Regions from separate parts of the Mus musculus genome. Here region 2 is linked to region 1. Evidence: chromatin contacts called from public HiChIP or PLAC-seq data. All regions are on one chromosome and are shown on one strand. The core of a region is the stretch at or near the end of the contact, and the rest is flanking DNA. Distances in the headings are between cores, read along the strand shown.

The links. HiChIP or PLAC-seq counts read pairs in DNA pulled down with a chosen protein or histone mark.
Region 2: a contact with region 1 is called in an H3K27ac HiChIP or PLAC-seq map of embryonic stem cells, with 2.6 times the contacts expected there. The contact joins two enhancer-like sites. A contact is called at or near these places in 11 of 115 datasets of contacts at active chromatin or transcription factors (acute myeloid leukemia, cardiomyocytes, embryonic stem cells and 4 more) and 2 of 9 other capture datasets (adipose tissue and liver).

Annotation. Positions count from the first base shown.
Region 1 is chr14:31,915,689-31,923,235 of GRCm38.p6, forward strand. No RefSeq gene overlaps it. Among named protein-coding and RNA genes, the nearest start is that of Gm36164, 6.5 kb to the left of the region's middle. Within about 2 kb of position 2,988, at least 8 of the 459 cell types and tissues checked have an H3K27ac peak or open chromatin away from gene starts, as enhancers often do. A contact at or near this core is called in embryonic stem cells, where this site is marked.
Region 2 is chr14:32,072,587-32,080,133 of GRCm38.p6, forward strand. No RefSeq gene overlaps it. Among named protein-coding and RNA genes, the nearest start is that of Dph3, 9.3 kb to the right of the region's middle. Within about 2 kb of position 4,780, at least 54 of the 459 cell types and tissues checked have an H3K27ac peak or open chromatin away from gene starts, as enhancers often do. A contact at or near this core is called in embryonic stem cells, where this site is marked.

The DNA of each region.
Region 1 (7,547 bases), core at 1,738-4,237:
GTGTGCTACAGGAGTCCTGCAGACTCCACACCTTGCTTCTCACCTTCCTTCTACATCATCATCACCATCTACTCTTCCATCTCCTCCTCCTCCCCTTTCCTGTTCTTCTTCCTCTTCCTCATTCCCTTCCTCCCCCTTCACCTCTTCCTTTGCCAGAAAGATATTTGTTCTTTCTAAGTATACAGCTTCCAAATAATATTTGCGTAACTAAAGTTTGATGGTGATTGAATTGTATTAACTCACAAAGATGTACTCATACCAGGGAGATACTATATACAGTTCCTCCTGGAGATATTCAGAGTGGGGTACAAAACTTTAAAACTCTGAAAGCTTTAGAAGGAGCAAAGAAAAACCTTTTATTGGTGAAAGGATATGGGGAGATGGCACAACCTCTGCTAATATAACTTTTATTTGTCTGAGGTAATTGTTGTCTTCGAGGCTTACTGCCTCTGTCTGCTAACCTAGGCTTAGTCCTGGAAGCTTCTAGCCTCTGTGTGATCTTCTCTAAGCCTAGAATGTTTTCAGCCTCTGAGACTTACGGATAAATAAACTCATCCTTCCTAGTTCTTTTCAGTTCTCTGGCTGATTCAACTCAGCTCTTCTGGCTCAAACTCCTTTCCAAGATGACTGATTTAATCTGACTTCTCTCCCTTTCAGCCTCTGTCTTTTTACTCTGCTTGGCCTCAAATTAACTCTGGCAATCTGTTCTTGTTCCTTTCCATTCTCTGGCTCATTCTGTCTTCACCTGTGTCTGGCTTGTTCTCTCTGCAACTTGCCTCTGTACAACTGTCCCAGCTAAACTGCCTTCCCCCTCTTTTCTCTCTGTGCTGCTCTCTCTTAAGTAGCTTCCCATTCTTCTCTCTTCTCGTGAGAGTTGGGCACATCCTATTTGGTCAAATCTTTCTCTGATTCATCACTTTGTCTGCCACTCAATTATATGTCACTTTCAAACATAGTGTTCTTTCTGAAAACTAACTTTACTTTCATTGTTTGGGATTAAAGGTGTGTACTAAATGCATGTCTGTATTCCAGCCAGAGGGGTTAAAGGTGTCTGCTAAAGGTTGAGCCACACCACAACTAGAAATGATTTCTTTCCCCCAGTAAATAACACAACCTCAGGTTCACAGAATGATCAAATATCCTTCAACAAACCACCTCTTTCCTTAGGAATAGAGGGAGGACTAAGTTACAGACAGATATAAGGCTATCTTAAGAGAATCTTGTCATCTGAATTCCATTTCTGCCTCCATCAGGGTCAGGGCTTAACTATGGGAGGTTGTGACTATCAGGGCTCTACACACATGTGATACGTAGTTAGAGAGCAGCAAGGACCAGGTCAGTATCTCCTCTCTTGGGATCTGCTTACTTAGGTTTCTGCCCCTCCTCACTACCCTGCCAAGGACCTTGTCTGAAGTTAGTTCATCTGTTTGACTGTCTCTTGTTTGTCTCATCCTTCTGACCTGCTTGATCCAACCATGCCGATCATGGACTTCTGAATCTTGGGCTTGCCCATGGTGCTTGGTGGCCATAGTCCCTTATGCTTTCTTTTTCTACATTAATTTGAAGGTTAGCCTATGTGAGTGACAGCAAATTCAAGCAATACCCTAAAATAAAGGTCTCTCTTTGTCTATTCCAGTCCCATAGCCCTGCACTGTTAACAGCCAATCAGCCATGTTCCTTGTAGATGATTTCCTATGTTTCTGTAAATGAAAGAACCTAGTGGGGAAACCCCCACTCAATTTCCGTTCGGCGCGCACCCAAGAATCACGAACAGACGACCATCTTGTTGTAAAAGCATGAGGTAGTTTAATGACAGAGCTCCGGGCCGACACATATCTCCCGCAGGAGACAGAGGTGTCGACCACATGGTGGAGCCATAATGGCGGAGCTCCGGTTCGAAACGTATCTCACGCAGGAGACAGTGGTTTCGACCCTGAGGCTTGGAAGCTAGGGACTTTTATAGAAAAGGGGTGGGGCTGGGGGAGGAATTGGCGCGGTTTCACATGATTGGTTCATTTAAACATCAACAGACTGTCAGAAGGGCGGGAGATAGGAAGGCACTAGGCCAGTCAGGACATGTGACTACGGGCCTGCCCGGGCATGTCCTGGCCTGTTCTGCTATGTTCTCAGCCCCAGGTTTTAAAGCTCACAAACAACTCTTTGGGCTATTTGACATAAATTACATGAATCACATATCTCAAGTTTTATATCCTTTCATAAACATGTGTGTGTGTGTGTGTGTGTGTGTGTGTGTGTGTGTGTGTGTGTACACTTGGACAGAATGGGTCTCAACACAACCATGTTGTTCCATAATCCCCCTTTTCAGTTACTCTCCAGTCATGCGCCTTGGTCCACACCATACTTATGCTCTGACATAACTCTAATGGAGGCAACACTCCACATTATGGCTGCTCAACAGTATTTATCTAGCTCTTTTCCTTCTTGCCAATGTTATGCCTTATCTTTCTGGCTCCTATACAGCTGGGAGTGAACCCTATGTGGATGGCTCTGCAAGCATGTGTGTTATAAAGAGCGAACTTACAGAAGTGTTGGACTGGGTTGACCTGGTGGTATACACCTGGCCTACTGCCTCATTACCCTTCACAGCTGATGTCTTGGAGACATGTCATCTACCTGCCTTCCCTGTGCCCTCTATGATTTGCCCATTCTGGGTTTCTCCTTAGGAGCCCATTCTCATGGCCTCTCTTGAAGGTGTTTTCCTGGGGAGCTGTGCTGCTCATCTTCACTGTTAATCCTGCTTAATTATATAATTCATGCCCTTGGCGTTTAGTAAGTGAATGGATGGGTGTGTACTAGATGCAGATAACAATAGCATTAAACAACAGCAAACTTCTTGCTCTTGAATGGGCAGCTACGCAATCAGCAGCAAGTAAATGTAAATAGTTGCTTAGATAAGTATTATAGAAGACAATGTGGTGGTTAGAATAAGAATGGTCCCCATAGATCGTATCAGGGAGTGTTGGGAGGTGGCCAGTTGGAGGAAACTGGGGGGATGGGCCTTGAGGTTTCAAAAATCCCATTCCAAGTCCAGAGTCTATCTCTTCCTGCTGTCTGGATGTAGAACTCTCAGCTATGGTTGCAGCACCATGTCTGCCCGCATGCTGCCATGCTCCCACACCCCCATGATGACTAAGCCTCTGAACCTGTAGTCAAACTCCAGTTAAATGCTTCCCTTTATAAGAGTTGCTGTGGTCGCGGTATCTCTTCACAGCAAAAGAACAATGACTAAGACAGACAATAAGACAACAGACACTGCTAGAGACTTCTATTGTTCACAGTCAGCTGGTTTTTGCACACAAACCTACACAAGAGAAGGACTGAGCTGACTATCATAGGTAGAAAAAGGTTGCAGGCATGAATGGAAAGTCTAATGGGTCTGAAGCAGTTGATTGAGGAGCTAGATAGGAATGCCACGGCTGGGCTCCCCAAGGAGAGGACACCATCACCATAAAGTTGTATAAGCATAGGGTACACAGCCCCTCCCTAAGTTTGACATGGAAAACTGGGATGGAGCTTTCTAGGGGAAGGGGGATAGAATCAGAGTCCCCTCCCCCTCCCCCTCTGTGGAGAAAACAACTTTACAGGGGTTGGTTCTTTCCTTCCTCTTAATAGCGTTCTCACGCCCGGCCAGGAAGAACACAACAGACCAGAATCTTCTGCGGCAAAACTTTATTGCTTACATCTTCAGGAGCTAGGAGCGCAAACCCCCAGCCCCAAAAGCGAAAGCCACCCCTCTATTGAAACCGAAACCCCTTTCCTATTTAGGAGAGTTATATTTCGCCTAGGACGCATCACTCCCTGATTGGCTGCAGCCCATGGCCGAGCTGACGTTCACGGGAAAGGCAGAGTACAAGTAGTCGTAAAATACCCTTGGCACATGCGCAGATTATTTGTTTACCACTTAGAACACAGGATGTCAGCGCCATCTTGTGACGGCAAATGTGGGGGCGGCTCCCAACATCTCCCCCTTTTCTTTTAATAAGAGCAAATAGGCCACCCATATTAATGAGAGTGGAGATAGAGGTCAAATCCCCAGTGTGTAGGTAAAGGAGCCGTACACATAACCTCCTCCCAGGCTCATCACCCAGAGGGGTCCTGGTCTGGTCCCGTGTTGTTTTTCCTGGGGGAAGGACACTTGAACACTCAACCTTCTTGAAAGATGACATGTCTCCCTAGAATAGGCTCATTTTATGCCGCAGAGCCCTTCTATTGCAGTGCTTAGCCGTGCAACTCTCTCGGGCTGCTGAAGCACACTCACTCTATCCCGTGCAATGAGACTAGCCTCATGGGATATAAGAGCTGAGTGGCCAGCGACCTATTGCCTAAGCATAGATATATCAGGGGAAGCTCCATGTTCTAGTCCTGCAAGCGCCTGGGCAATAACCACCTTGTCTCTCCTAGTTTGGGCCTTAAGCTTACAGACCAATCAAAGAAGCAACACTAATCCACAGCAAAGTGTATCTCTAAATAATATCAATCCCACCCATTCTTTAAAGAAGGGAAATGCTGAGGAGATCCAATTGGGTAATCCTTTGGTCAGGGACAGGTCCAAGCGCGTGGAGTTGACCTGAAGTCTCAATTCTCGAAGGATCTGTTCAAATTCAGCCGTCTAATTCTGTAACATATACTGAAAAAGACTTTTTGACAAATTAGCTGCCCTAGTAAAATTCTCATACTGAATGGAAGTAACACACAATCTCGGAAACTTTTGTTTACACCCCAGCTGAGCTATTTGCCATAATACATCTAGTTGTTTCTGGACAAGATCTATGAGTTGATTAACCAGCATGAGACCTCCCTGTATCATGACATTAGCTGAGGCCTGTTTATCTATGACTGTAGTCACTGAGGCTGACAAAGTGTTAATGGTGTCAGTCGTCTGGACCTGTCCAGACAGAGCCAAGGCTGTCTGAATCAAGGCTAAACCCAGTTCCTAGTTAGTGGTAAAAAAGCAGGAGAATACTTGAGCATTATACATCACCGTCATTGGGAGTGGAAATGTCGACATTATCCCCCAACGCTGCTCTCTCTTTATTATTGACGCCCTGGACATCACCAAGACGAGGGACATCAGTATTCCCTTGGTCAGTCTGGATTTTTCGGGTGAGTCTTTCTGGTATCCAAAATGGGTTGTCTTCATTCTGTGGGAAAACACAGACCGCTCCCCTGGATCTTATCAAAATAGGATCCGGGCCATACCATTTATTATCAAGGACATTTTTCCATTTAACCATCTCATTGGGCCTATCTGGCTCTGTACAATGACGTTCAGCCGCAGTATGGCCATGAGCATCAATATTTAAAAAATTGAGTGTAAAGAGTGCCATAGACACAGACACTCTTGGTGCTCGGGGTAAAGTCTCTTCAAAAGTTCCCCTCTTCTGTTTTATAAGATAGGCTTTGAGGGTGCGATGCGCACGCTCAACAATACCCTGTCCTTGAGGGTTGTATGGAAGTCCAGTCAGGTGGGTAACATCTATCTGACGGCAGAACTGCTGGAATTTTTGAGACGTATAAGCTGGTCCATTATCAGTCTTAAGGAGTTTGGGTTTCCCCCAAGCACTCCATGCCTCAAGGCAATGTTGAATCACATGTGAGGCTTTTTCTCCGGTTAACGGAGAAGCAAACATGATGCCAGAACATGTGTCAATGGACACATGGAGATATTGAAGTTTTCCAAAGGAAGAAACATGTGTAACATCCATTTGCCAGACCTGTAGAGGTCGAATACCGCGTGGGTTAATTCCCACATGAGGAATTGGCAAGAACTCACAGCAGCTTTGACATTGAGTAACAATGTCACGGGCTTCTTTTCTTGTCAAGGAGAAACGACTGCGTAATGTTTTAGCCGTCACATGAAAATTGTTATGAAAATTTCTTGCAGCCTCTACCGGGGATGATAGGGCAGCAGCCACCACTTTAGTGGCCTTATCTGCCAAATCATTTTTCAGAGCCATGGGGCCAGGTAGGCCTGAATGGGCTCTAACATGAGTAATATAAACAGGAAATCTTCTAGATAACAAAACTAATTGTATCTGCTGAAAAATATTGGCAACTCTACTGGAAGGCTTAATCACTCCAGCCACTTCTAAAAGATTTACTGTATTAACCACATAACAGGAATCTGACACAATATTAAGGGGTTCTAAAAAGGTTTTTAAAACTTCTAAAACCACTAAACATTCTACCACTTGAGGTGAATTTTCATTATATTGTTTGGATACCACTTTACCATTAGCCACATAGGCACCTATGCCAGTTTTTGATCCATCAGTATATACCACAATCCCATTTTTAAGTGGGTTTCTTACTGTTATTTGTGGAAAAACAACAGATTGATTTTGGGCAAACTGTAAAATTGGATGTTTTGGATAATGGTTATCTATTTGTCCTGAAAAGGAGGTAACTAAAACTGCCCAATCATTAGATGTGGCTGCCAAGGTTTGAACCTGTGCAGCGGTATAAGGTACAATTAAAAGATATGGACTTCGCCCAAAGTGGGTGATTGCTGCTTTTAGGCCTCTAAGGGCAAGCTGTGCAATTGCATCAGGATACCAATCTATTATTTTAGCTGGGGATACGTTTGGATGGATCCACAACAATGGCCCATTCTGCCACAAAACTGCGGTTGGCAATTGTGCTGTCTTAAAGACACACAAACTGAAAGGCTGCGAATCCTCAATACGTTGTAATTGTGCATTCTGTAAGGCTTTTTCCACCTTTTGTAAGGCCTGGTTAGCAGCTAGAGTAAGAGTCCTAGGGGAGGAGATATGAGGATCTCCTTCTAAAATACCAAACAAAGGCCTTAACTCAGCGGAAGGAATCTTTAAAAAAGGTCTGAGCCAATTAATATCTCCCAACAGCTTTTGAAAATCATTTAAGGTATGGAGGTGATCTCTTCTTATCTAAACATGTAAATATTGATTTCTCTCAAAGGAGGAAATATGCGTGACATCCATTTGTCAGACCTGTAATGGCCTGACGCCACGAGGGTTTACCCCTACGTGAGTAGATAAAATTTGACAACAATCTAAAGGCATTATTAAGTAATCAGAATCATTTCTAGTAGAACCAATCCCTCTTGCAGCTCTAGGAATACCAGAGGAAGAAAAAACAGCCATGTAGGCTTGGCAAAATTATTAGTTGAGCTATTCTGTCCCCTTGTGATATAGAAAAGACAACTTGAGGACAAGAACAGAGAACCTGAAGTTCCCCTTTACAATCTTGATCTACAACTCTAGGGTGGACAATAAGACCTTGTAGGCTGCAAGAGCCTGCCTCTGTCATTATTGTCCAGTGGCTTCACCTGCTCGGGAGAGCGCCTTCCAGGCCCTAATAGCCTTTTCATCTGATTCAGAACTACTAAGAACTGGCTTCTCTAATTGATCTTTTTTCTTTTCTTTTTCCTTCTCCTTCCTTCCAATCTCTCCCCAGGTATTCTTACCTGACCTAAACTTTTCCTCGGGTTCAAGACCCTTGGAAAGGCCTGTATACTTATTTTGTGTACCATATTTTCTCTTTGCTCC
Region 2 (7,547 bases), core at 3,530-6,029, 160 kb after region 1:
TGCTGCAACACAGTACTTGAGAGAGTCAACTGAAAGGAAGGAAAGTTTATTTCTGTCCATGGCTGGCTGCCTGGCTCCGTTGTTTCAGGCCTGTGGTAAGGCAGAACAGCATGGTAGAAGAACATGGTGGAACAAGGCTGTTCACCATATGCTGGCCAGGAAGCAGAGGGGAGGGGGCCAGGACAAGAAACCATTCCAAGGCCGTAACTCCAGGACCAATCCCCTTCAACTGCCTCCTGCCTCCTGAGTTCCCAGCACCTCCCAGCAGGTCCTGACATTGTGAAGCCATGGATGGATTAATCTGTTAATGAAGCCAGAACCCCTCTGAATATTACTGCCCTGGGGACCAAGCAACAGGAAGCAAACTAGACACTGTGGCCTCATCTTGCTGTCAGTTACAGCACAGCTTTGACTGATGTCAGTTCCATTGTGTTAAGTAGGGACAGGATTTCAAAGCCAGGCCCAGTGGCTGATGTCTTTTTCTTTCCCTGGATTTATCTGACACAGGCTCTGCACCCCAGCTAAAGTGGCAGGCATGCACATTAGCCCTGCCAGGTGGCTCTAAGTTGCAGTCCACTCAAGGAGCACAGGGGACAGGAGTAGGGGCAGATCCAAAGACTCTTCTGTCTCTAGCAAAGCTCTTCCAAAATCTGGCAGAGATGTTCAGGCAGCCTCTCTCCTTCGGTGACTCATAGCCACAGGGCTCATGGCTGAACATCAGAGTGATGCCAGTAACAAGGGAACTGACAAGGCCCACCCATGCGTTTCCTGCCATTCAGGCGAAGGCGAAGGCGGCAGAGCTGGATGGTGACAGCTCAGATAACGTGCCTGGCCACAAGAACCCTGCTCAAGCTAATGGAGCCTGGTTGCTGGGGAGGAGAATGACAGATACTCTTGACTGTTACAAAATCTGCTGGCTGTCACCTTACCCAGGGCAACATTACATATTCAGAATCTGCAGAGTAGTTTCTGGGACAGCACTGATATCCAGCCAACACAATGACTAATGTCATTCAAAGGCCAAGTTAGGGCACAGGACAGGCATCCTAATGCCATCAGGAAACGAGAGGCTAAAGGAAGTCAGCACAGTACACGGCAGAGGTTGGCTCCGATGCCCTGTGCCCTTGAGTAGACCATCGAAGTGTAGGAATAGAGGCAGAGGAGCATGTCTACCTCTCTACAGACAGGGAGCTGAGGAAGTGCTTCAGGAGAGGCCTGTGGCTTCCTCCAACTCTGCCATACCTCCAGCTGACCCCTGGGACTCACATCAGCTTCACCACCAGCACACAGACCACATAAACTTTAGTGAGGATCCCAACTCCTCTGTGGGAGCTCAGCTTTCACTCTCACTGCAAAATGGATTCTTCCAGAGGCTGCACAGGAGACGCATATCTCCCCTGGGTCCGGGGCACACTGGCCACCCTGGGACCACGCCATTTATAGTCTGACTGTACGGTTTAGTAAGCACGGCAGACACAGATGGCAGCACACTCCCTGCACATCCTTTGCCAGCAGCAGGGCCACCGAGTTCTGTGCTGGCTCAGATTTCCTCTAGGTCAGAGCCCAGGGTCACCTGCACTCTGCCCTGGGTGTTCTCTGAAGGCGGAACAGTTCATGCAGCAACTGTGTTTGTCAGCCTTTTATTGCTTTAGCAGAGTACTTGAGAAAGCCACCTGAAAGAAAGAAGGACTTACTTGGTTTCAGAGACCTCAGCCCATGGGTGGCTGGCTCTGTTGTATCAGGCCTGTGGTAAGGCAGAACAGCATGGTAGAAGAACATGGTGGAACAAGGCTGTTCACCATATGCTGGCCAGGAAGCAGAGGGGAGGGGGCCAGGACAAGAAACCATTCCAAGGCCGTAACTCCAAGACCAATCCCCTTCAACTGCCTCCTGCCTCCTGAGTTCCCAGCACCTCCCAGCAGGTCCTGACATTGTGAAGCCATGGATGGATTAATCTGTTGATGAAGCCAGAACCGCCATGATCCAATCCCTTCCTAAAAGTCCCACCTCTGGCTCCTGCTACCTTGGGGAGCAAACCTTCAACACACAGGTTTTCAGCAGACACCCAGTCTCTTTCTTTCAGGTAATTCTGGGTGCATTCTGTGTACTTTTCAGGATGGCGCAGCAGAGCTGGGTGGTGACCTTAATAATCTAGCTTTTCCTCTGGCCCTGTGATCCCCACCCCCACACTCCTGCTTTTCAAACTCATCTCTTGCTCTCAAACTACCTGCTTCCAAGACCTCACCCGAGGCTGCTGCCAGGCAAACCCAACGTGAACATCATAGTACAGCCCTCCTCGGTTGTGTCTCTTCCCCAGCTTCACAAGTTGATGCCCTGAGCATCTATTCTCCTACTCAAGGCCACAGGGCACAGCTGTCCAATTGCCTCTGAAATCCTACTGCAGGGCACGCAGTCCACCATAGGGCTGGTCCCACCCTAACATCACCAGTGAAGTCTTTCCACTGTTTGTAGATCTAGGAAGAGAAGCAGGAGCTACTGGGATAGGACATCCTGCTGAGAATGAGGGCCTGTCTGCAGTACCGCTTTTAATGCTGTGGTCGCCCCCGCCCCCGCCCCCGCCTCCGCCCCCGCCCTGGCAAGAACAAGTTAGGGAAGGGCAGTTTGTTTTGGCTCGTGGTCTTAGAGAGTTTTGCCCTGTGTGTTTGAGTAGAGCACACACCCGACACCGTGTGTGATGGAGAAGCTTGTTCACCTCATTGCAGGCAGGAAACAGAGAAAGAGGGTTCTAGCAAAGGGCCAGGGCAGGGTGTAGCTTCCACTATCCCCACTTCTGCTGTACCTGCTCTTCACGACTTTCCCATCGCGCATCAAGGGACAACTCCGTTAATCAGGTCGAGCTCTCAGAATTTATTGTCTGATCACTAACCCCTCTGAACCTGACACTTGGGGAGCATTTCATACTCAAATCATAACAGATCTCTTCTCTAAAGCACACCAAGATGTGTGACAGTGAGAGCACCGACCACCCCAGGTCAGTGGAGCCTTCATCCCCTTGAGTAAAAGGACACACAGACCCCAGTGAGCACAACAGATGGAAATGGGGGCTGTCTGCACTTGCAGCAAGGGCATGTTTTTAAGTGCTTCCCTCCACCAGGCTAGAATTCATCCTAAGGCATTTGTGGCCAGTCACCTCTGCACATAGGAGGTATCCTTGGGTGCTGACAGCTGGCATCATCTCTTCTGCGAGGCCGTGACTGCAGCATAGCTTCTCCGGTGCCCATCAGGCACCTACCTTGTAATCAGGTCTCCTACTTTGCAATGAGATGATGAATGGCAAATTACTGGATTCCAAAACAACACACAGAGGCTCCCCTCTGTGTGTGCATGTATGTGTGTGTATTTGCGTGTGTGTGAGTGTGTGAGGATGCAAATGTGTGAATTTGTGTGTATGTGCCTTTATGTGTGAGTGTGTATGTGTGCAAATATGTGAATTTGTGTGTATGTGCCTTTATGTGTGAGTGTGCATGTGTGTGAATCTGTGTATGTGTGTGAATTTGTGTGGATATATGTATTTGTGTGTGAGAATGTGTGTGAATTTGTGTGAGTCTTTATGTGTGACTCTGTGTGTGTGTGTGAATCTCTGTGTATGTATGTGCATTTTGTGTGAGTATGCATATGTATGTGTGAGTTTGTGTGCTTGTATGTGTTTATGTCTGAGTGTGCATCTGTGTGTGAATGTGTGTGTGTGTGTGTGCAGTGGCAGGGCAGGACAGAACTCCCTGAACCCCTTGAGTGTAGGGGTGTCAGCATTAATAACACAGTTTCTCCTAGTGCCTATTACTGTGTTCCACATAGTAGAGCTTGTATTGGCAGCCTCCTCTCTGTGGTGAACACCTGAAACAATTGAGAAGAAGGGGAGATCTCCTTTGGCTCATGGGTTCCCAGGGTTTGGTCTGTGCTCGTCTGACTCTTGTTTCTGGGCCTGTGGTTAAGGCAGAGAATCACGGCAGGAGCCGAGCTGATCTGCTTGTGGCAGCCAGGAAACTGGGAGGGGAAGAACCAGGTCCTCTTTAAGGCCACGCTCTAGTGTTCTTCCTCTAACCACACTCCACCTCCCAAGGTTTCCACAGCCTCCCAGGGAGAGAAAGGCCCCTGCAGCCACAGCAGCTGCCACAAGTCACAGTCTGTGTGAATGTCTACTTGACTATGGAGGAACTGACTTCTTAACATCATTTGAGTGGTAAAAGCCACATGGTTCTTAGGGTCGCCATGTTGGGCAGTGCCAGTTTATAACAGAGTAGCCCTGATAGCCTTTGGGACATTGAGACATAAACATTGGGAGATATCACTGAAGCCAGTAGTAACTACAGGGCTGTTTGCTCCAGGCCTCAGGATGAAGGTCCAGAGAATGTCAGTTGACCAGAGATTCGCATTAAGTAAACTGCCTCTTGGGAATAAGAACACATGGGCCCAAAGATATTTTTTGGGTGTGCAGGTCTTGCTGAAGCTGACCTGGCCTTGAGCAGATCACACAGGAGTCCAGTGGAGCTCTGGCTCCACCTACAGGCCGCAGTGAGATTGCATACACTTCATTTTCTCTCCCCTACCTCAGAACATGGCCCAAGAATGGAAATCCGTTGGAAATAGCCTACTCAAAGTCACATCAGAACAGAGCAGAGAAAGATTTAAACAATCATTTCTTCAACTCCCTTATTACTGTTTCACAGTAGAGAAACCAAGGCTAATTGAGGTGACCGCTATCTCTTTGGCCTCTCTGCCCCTGGCACTGACCTGCTGAGCACACAGATGGGCTAAGAGCACGTGGGCAACAAGAAAAACAGGAACCATCTGGTCAAGGTCAGGCCTTCCTTCTGCCTCCTTATGACCACATGGTAATTCCTTTAAAATGCTGATGAGTAAGGTGAGAGAGTTGGCGAGAGGACGGGACAGCCATCCACTAACATCCACAGAGAACGGGACAGCCATTGATAGGGGACAGCCATTGATAGCATCCACAGAGAATGGGGCAGCCATTGATAGCATCCACAGAGAATGGGACAGCCTTTCCTTAACGATCCACACATACCTTTCAGGTTTTCGTCTAAAAATATCATTCCTGCTTTGGTTTTTAAGATTTCTGTGATATAATTCTAGTTTTTGAAAACTCTCCTCTGAGGGAAAAAGTAAATAGTGAAATCCTGTCAGGAAAATAGTAAAATAAAAAGCTGTAAATGAGCCGGGCGTGGTGGCGCACACCTTCAATCCCAGCACTTGGGAGGCAGAAGTAGGCAGATTTCTGAGTTTGAGGCCAGCCTGGTCTACAGAGTGAATTCCAGGACAGCCAGGGCTATACAGAGAATACAGAGAAACCCCGTCTCGGAAAAAAAAAAAAAAAAAAAAAGGAAAAAAAAAAAAAGCAAGCTGTAAATGGTGGCCTTTAATCCCAGCACCCAGGAGGCATTGGAATGCAGATCTGTGAGTTCCAGGCTAGCCAGGGCTATACAGTGAGGCCTTGTCTCAAGAGAAAACCCCAAATTCCTCCCCCTATTCCCACACTCCCCACACCCCACTCCCATGTATATTAGGATTAGCTCTTATAAACAGCAACAAAATGTTTTCTGCTTATTGATTGACTGGATACCATTTATCCATTTGGGGGTAACTAATAACATTTGATACTTTACCAAACAGAAAGGTCTCCTTCATGTCCAACTTAATTAATGTTTGCTGTCTCCAACCCCACAACTCAGCGTGGAGAACACTTAGCCAAGGTCCTGACAGCACCCCATTCCACTTCAAGGGAGATGATGAGCATCAATAACCTCCATATAGAGTTGCTCCAATTGTGGCAAGCTAGCCACTGCGGGGAAATGTCCCAATTTTATCTGCAGACAGAATGCTGTCCAAAAAGCACAAAGAGACATAGGATAGTCGATTGCTAAGCTCTGCCAAGTCAGAGTAAGCTAGTCCTTCATAATTCCTGCTTCATTTAAGGCCTGTCAGATGTTCTGGGATGAAAGGCTGAAGATAGATGCTCCAATGTCATAAAAAAAAAATGTAGGACTGTTCAAGCCTTAAGCTATCTATGTTACTTCTATGATTTTTAGAAGCTGAGTCCCTGTGCTTCCTGCATACTCAAATAATATTTATTCATTCTCGAATCTCTGGTGGGGTTGAAGACTAGATAGTTATAGTCTCACAATTAAACTTAAGGTGTTCTGGATTTTTAAACACATTTTTAAAAAAGATTTATTTATTATATGTAAGTACACTGTAGCTGTCTTTAGACAAGGGAATCAGGTCTTGTTACAGATGGTTGTGAGTCACCATGTGGTTGCTGGGATTTGAACTCAGGACCTTTGGAAAAGCAGTCAGTGCTCTTAACCACTGAGCCATCTCTCCAGCCCCAGGTGTTCTGGATTTTAATAGATGGTTTTAAGATGGTAATACAAGTTAAAATCAAAGATGATTTAGTACAGAATTGTAAACTCATTAAGTTAGGATAGATGATAAAATACTTTATCTGTATTGCCAAATATAATGTTCTGGATGCTATAAATGTATACCATGCTTTATAATTTTCATAATTGTTATAATTGTATTCAATTTATATCTTAGAGAAAAGGAGCCTTTTATTGGACTAGAAAAGGGAATTGTTGAGGTTTGGTCTTCTGCTATGTATTGTAATGCTAAGTGCGGTCTGGTTGCTGCAGAGACAAAAGTCTGCACAAGAGAGTCTGTACATAGACCCAAGTGTCACTGTTGACCTTGCCCCCAATTATTTCTAATTGGTAAATAAAGATGCTGACAGCCAATAGCTGGGCTGAAGAGACATAGGCAGGTTTTAGGGTTCCTGGGCCTGGGGGCATGGGAAGAGGACCACAACAGAGAAAAGACACCATGGGTTAGGAGTCAAAAAAAAACATGGCCCTGAGAGCTGGCCAATTGGAGTTAAGAGCAGCTCAGATGAAACGTAGTAGTAACTCAGGGATATTGATAGGAAATAGATTTTAATAGCATAGCAGGTAGATATCTGCCCAGCTCTAGTGCTGATTAAGGCTTGTTGTAAATCTAAAAGTTGTGTGTTTCTTTTATCCAGGAACTAAATGGTCAAAGGTGGGGTAGAAACCCTGGACCGGAATTAAACATTTCTACAACACTACCCTGCAACCATCTCAACGTGGCCTGAACCAGTTTGGGGTGCACAACAAAACAAGCTGTCCCTGAGTGAACTGTCTGTCAGTGATGATCCCCTGTTTTACCTTCTTCTTACTACAGAGCAGTCAGTGTAATGTTTAAAGTCACATACATCTGGGAGACAAGCACAGGAGAGAAGTGATTATATAATCGAACCTGTCAATCAAAACAGAGAACCATCCAAAATATTTTGCTCCTAACCAAATTCCCCCTTCTTGGACCCTAAGAAGCCCCCAACAATAATCTGCAGCTCTTCGGGATGCTGCCCCACGTGGCCTCCTTTCTAGTCACGACAATGGCTTCCTTGCTACTTTTGCAATAAGCCTTAATTTCAGTTCCTTAAGAGGCCAAGGTACTGGAGAGATGGCTCAGTGGTTAAAAGGCTCAGT